Linked DNA regions of Astyanax mexicanus: region 2 is linked to region 1. Evidence: chromatin contacts called from public Hi-C data. All regions are on one chromosome and are shown on one strand. The core of a region is the stretch at or near the end of the contact, and the rest is flanking DNA. Distances in the headings are between cores, read along the strand shown. Region 1 overlaps LOC103022769 (inositol polyphosphate 5-phosphatase K). Region 2 holds the start of smtna (smoothelin a).

Region 1 (2,700 bases), core at 187-2,686:
GTAATATATCTAAATAAATCTAAATAAGTAAAATATTTAATAGCTTTTGTGTATAATATTGTTTGTGTATAATAATTTATACTTCATATTGACCTTTTTATTTCAATAACCATCCCTAAACAGTAAAAAAAAAGGATTTAAAAAGCTGTTACTTTGCCTTCAAGGCTATAGTACTACATGATCGGAATTTATGATACATAATAAACATGATTAACATGCACTTTTAGATATCAAATATTTATAGTCTTTTATAAAGTGTTCTAGTGCAATAAAATGCATTTTGAATGTGTTTATAATGTAGTGTAATAGATATGTGTTAGATTTTTTTTCTATTTTTATGTAGTAATATATACAAATTTTGCACGAATTTTCTCACAATCACTACAACAAGGTTGTATTTAGGATTTGTTCAGTTTATTATGAGATAATGAGCTGTGAACAGTTCTGCACTTTATAAACACTTTCTGTACGTTTTTTTCATCTGCAGCTCAACATGGCGAAGAACAGCGAGTCGATCCTGGATGGATTTTTGGAGGGACCTCTTAATTTCCCTCCAACATACAAGTTTGATGTGGGAACGCACACGTATGACACAAGGTGTGTTTTTGTGTGGTAATGTAATATAAATTCCACTGCTCCACAGCTCAATACTGGGGGTTTATAGCAGCAACATGGCAACACCATAGCAACTAACTGCTACAGTATAGCAACACCTCAGCAACCACCTTAAAATACCTTAGCAATCCACAGTTACAGTATAGCCAAACCTTAGCGACCTCCTTCTTTCTCGCACAGAAATGAACACAACTTCACAGTTCTAGAGTGGAGTGACTGTCTAACTGCCGGCATATTATGGATCACATACCAACATGAAGAATATAAACATTTGAAAAGGAAACATCAGATTGGATCATAAAAAAAGATTACAACCCATCAAACCAAGCTAAACTGCTTGAATTTTTGCACCAGGAGTAAAGGCATAAAGTTATCCAAAAGCAGTGTGCAAGACTAGTGGAGGAAAACATGCCAAGATGCATGAACACTGTGAACTTGTTTTTTTTGCATTATTTAAGGTCTGAAAGCTCTGCATCTTTTTTGTTATTTCAGCCATTTCTCATTTTCTGCAAATAAATGCTCTAAATGACAATATTGTTATTTGGTGACCACAAGATGTTTCTGTCCTGATCTGGCTGTTTTAGAAGTTTAGTTCTCAGGCATGCTGTTCTGGAACAGTACATGCAAACGCATTAAATGATAACCTGGAACAGGGTTTGGCAGGGTTGGAAATCAAATATGAAAAATAAAGACAAAGATTTTAATGGCGTATCCTAATTTTATGTCTTTTTGTCTGTTTTATATCTCTCTAGTGCTAAGAAGCGAAAGCCTGCTTGGACAGACCGTATCCTGTGGCGTCTCCGGAGGACGGGCTCCCCCGTTCCGTCGCACAGTGCCGCACTGCAGCGGGGCCTGACCTCGTGGCTGGGCGGAGCTACGAGGGTGACGCAGCACTATTACCACAGTCACATGGGCTTCACCGTCAGTGACCACAAGCCTGTGTCCGCCTTGTTCTCTCTGCATGTGAGTCCACTGCTCCCTGATAGTCGGACAGAGGAAGTGTGGAAGTGTGTCGCAATGCTCATTGCTATCTCACACCCCGCCAACAGTCTGTCTTCACTCCTTCTGTCATTTAAAAAGCAACGGTGCTTGTGCATACATCTACGCATATATCTGAGTGTGGTGGTCCGGAAATGAGGTGTGTTCAGGTAAATTTCTGGTGTATTGCTATCTTGATAATGGAAAACACAGGAGCTCCACTGACTAAACACAACCTAGACAGACGTCAACAGTCAGATGTTCATCGCTATCTTGGCAAAGAAGGCCACATGCACACATACTACATACACATGTTTATTGTTACATCAACAATAAACAGAATGCTAAATAAAATAACGTTGCAGTTCTCTAAACTGAGCTGCTGGAGCTCCTTCACAGTGTGATTGAGCAGGTCAGTTTTCTCTGCTGAAATGTGTTGGAGATGCACCCTTAAAATGACAATACGCCAAAGTCAGAGCACACCTGTCTCTTAAAAGGAATGATGAGAAAGTGACACTCTGATTGATTTATTTCACATAACATCCAAAACAAACAGACCCATGATTAATTTAGAGAATTAGTACATGCCTTGTGCACATTTTGAGCTGTGCAAGGTATAATAGCAAAGACACACTGACACGTCCTTGTCACATCCTGGTCTCGTCTCGTGTCTCTGTGTGTCTTCCCCACGTGACCTATGCTCCCCTGTGTCTCCCGTCTCAGTACCTTTCCACCACTTGTCTCATTTGTAGCTCCGCCCCTTCCCCAGGTGTTTCCGATTATAGTGCGTTTCCTGTTTCTTTATATAGCCCTCCTCTGCCACTTTGTCTCCGTCGGTCTTTGCACCTTCCTCTGTTGTTTGTCTCTCTCAGTGTTTATTAGCTTTTCTCAGTGTTTCCTTGTTTTCTCATAGCCTTAGTTCCTTGTTTCTTGTTTATTTCTTGTTTTCTCGTTTATAGCTATTTTCCTTGTTTATTTCTAGTTTCTTCCCTTTTATATATTCCCTGTTTATTTATTATCTTTATCTCTTGTTGGCTTAGCTTATGTTCTTTTGTTTCACTGGTTTGTTTTGGTTTTTGGTTATTCGTTTATCTTTGTTACATGTTT
Region 2 (2,700 bases), core at 127-2,626, 38 kb before region 1:
TATAAAGTCAAGTCAAGTCAAGTCATTATCAACCGCTTCATCCATTAAGGGTCGCGGGGGGGTGCTGGAGCCTATCCCAGCCGGCATCGGGCGGAAGGCAGGATACACCCTGGACAGGCCGCCAATCCATCGCAGGGCAGGGTATAAAGTGTAGAGCAGTATAAACAGTAAAATACAGTAGTGAATACAGAAAATATATGCAGCATAGAAATCTGCAGTGGAATAAATACCAAACTACTGTATAAATTAGCATATAGTAATTTGTTGGCAAATATGAATAAAGTGCAATAATAGAATATCTACTAGAGACAGATTATATTTGTCAAGTATCATTTATTATACTGTAATCCTGGATATATGGAGACTTTCGGAGTGCATTATTATTAGTATCATGACATTCTGGATCTTTGACTTCTGTTACAAATCTGATAAAATTCTTGTATTGTTTAATGTCTCAGTTAGGGGTGTGCCATATCATAAAATATACAATAAGAAAATTACATTTTCATTTAAGGTTAATTTTGGCTCCACCCCTTACCTGCCCAACCCAACCCCCACCAGAGCTCCTCCCACCAGATCAGGTGAGAAAAGGCCATTTCAGTCTGCTGGTTAAGAACTTCGGACAGGACACAGCAGGATTAGCCAGCAGACTTCTTCTGAGGGAGGGATCTGTACCTACTGTCCATGGCAAGTCAGCAGATAAGGGAGATAGGTCCGTAAAGTCCTTAAACAGCTCATTCTGAAAGCACACCTTTTTTATATATATATTTCCACAAAAACAGCTAGCTAAACACTTAAGTGTTCAACACAACTAATTTGACAACTATTTTCTACTGATTAATAGTGAATCCAACCAAAATATATTCCTTTTTTATTTTACCAATTAAACATTTCTTTGATTTTATCCAAAATCAGTGTGTAAGACTGGTGAAGGAGAACATGAAAATACCACCAAATATTGATTTCTGAATTATTATTTTGTATTCATTGTTTACTTTGCATTATTTGAGGTCTGAAAGCTCTGCATCTTTTTTGTTATTTCAGCCATTTCTCATTTTCTGCAAATAAATGCTGACAATATTTATATATATATATATATATATATATATATATATATATATATATATATAAATATATATATATATATGTTGACTTGTGTTGTACACACGTATGTATTTTTAAACATATGTAGTTTATACCTAGCACATAATAACTGTACAGTGTGGAGATAAAAAAACAATTTATTGTTTTCTTTGTTTTGAAGAAAATGAGTGTGTTATTACTCTCGCTCTCTTGTCTTTATCTCTTCCTCCTTCTTGCCGGGGGTTCAGGCGGGGAGGGGTTTCTGCAGGGCTCTGATAAACTCCCACAGTAAGGAACTCTGAGAGTTAAAGTTAGAGTTGAGTGTGAGTTTAAGACGAGAGCTTTCACAGCTGGATTCTCCTCGTCTCTCACACACTCTCTCACACTCTCGCGCAGCAGCAGCAGGCCAGGTGAGTGCCTTCATCTCCACTGTTCTTCTGGAGTCAGCTTCAGCAGCTACAGTACCGTTACTTATAGTTAGACTATATCGAATTTTATTGCTGTCACTCGATAACTGCCTTTTATTTTAGAATCATCAACATCGGCCAATGCCTAGATTTGGTCGATATTTTAAGCCGATACTTGCTGATGTATTTATTGTATGGTGGGGATTTGGGGGTAAATTGGGGATGAGTTAGGGATTTGGGGATGAGTTAGGGATGAGTTGGGAGTTGGGGATGAGGTGGGGAGTTGGGAATGAGTTGGGGAGTTTGGGATGAGTTGGGGAGTTGAGGTCTAAGTTGGGGAGTTGGGGGTAAGTTAAGGATTTGGAGGTGAGTTGGGGATGAGTTGGGGGTTTGGGGGTGCATTGAGAAGTTAGGGACGAAAGGGGAGTTGGTGATTGATTGCGGAAGAGTTGGGAATTTGGGATAAGTTGGGGAGTTGGGGATAAATTGGGGGTAAGTTGGGGATTTGGGGGTAAGTTGAGGATTTGGGGTGAGTTGGGTATGAGTTGGGTATTTGGGGATGCTTGAGGAGTTGGAGATGAAGTGGGGATTTGGGGATTGATTGTGGATGAGTTGGGTTTTTGAGGATAAGTTGGGGAGTTGGGGATGAGTTTGGGAGTGATCATCATCCAACATCCTGATCTAACTAATGTTGTACTCTTGTTAAATGCAATCAAATTCCCACAGCAATGCTTAATAATTCTTGAAAGTCTTCTCTGGACAGTACAGACAGTCATCCAACTAATGGCAAAAGTCATGGGACACAGTTCTTTTCCTGTTACTTTAGTATTAGTATATACATATATGGAAATTTGAATAGTTCATTAGCAGAAGAAGGTCAATAAACACTCTTAATAAATTGACACAATTACACAATTGCACACATTTATACAACAACATACATTAAAAATACAAACACACACACACTAACACACACCCCTGCAGCAGCTCTGAGCAGTGTGTGGGCTGTGCGTTATTGAGGGTTAATATGGAACAGTCAGTAATGTGTGGGATAAGACCGATTGTTTGTATTGTATTTAATGTGGGTTATTTGTTTGCTGTGAGATCATCTTTCTCATTATCTGTGACTCATCATCCTCTCAGCGTGTGGTGAGTAACTGCGTGGTTATGAGTTATTATATTATTATATCGCTGTTTTACGTTCACTGTT

Evidence for each region. Hi-C and Micro-C count contacts between places; a contact is called where the count stands out from the background.
Region 2: a Hi-C map of muscle shows a contact between it and region 1, with 2.2 times the contacts expected there. The contact joins the promoter of smtna here to the enhancer-like site in region 1. A contact is called at or near these places in 2 of 3 Hi-C or Micro-C datasets (blood and muscle).

The regions. Positions count from the first base shown.
Region 1 is chr20:20,494,962-20,497,661 of AstMex3_surface, reverse strand. LOC103022769 (inositol polyphosphate 5-phosphatase K) reads left to right here. Exons shown (of 13, transcript XM_022681154.2): 8 at 488-597; 9 at 1,368-1,578. Among protein-coding and RNA genes, the nearest start is that of mat2aa, 18 kb to the right of the region's middle. Within about 2 kb of position 1,436, the one cell type or tissue checked has an H3K27ac peak away from gene starts, as active enhancers do.
Region 2 is chr20:20,532,528-20,535,227 of AstMex3_surface, reverse strand. It overlaps smtna (smoothelin a), which reads left to right and starts at 1,376. Exons shown (of 9, transcript XM_022681156.2): 1 at 1,376-1,493.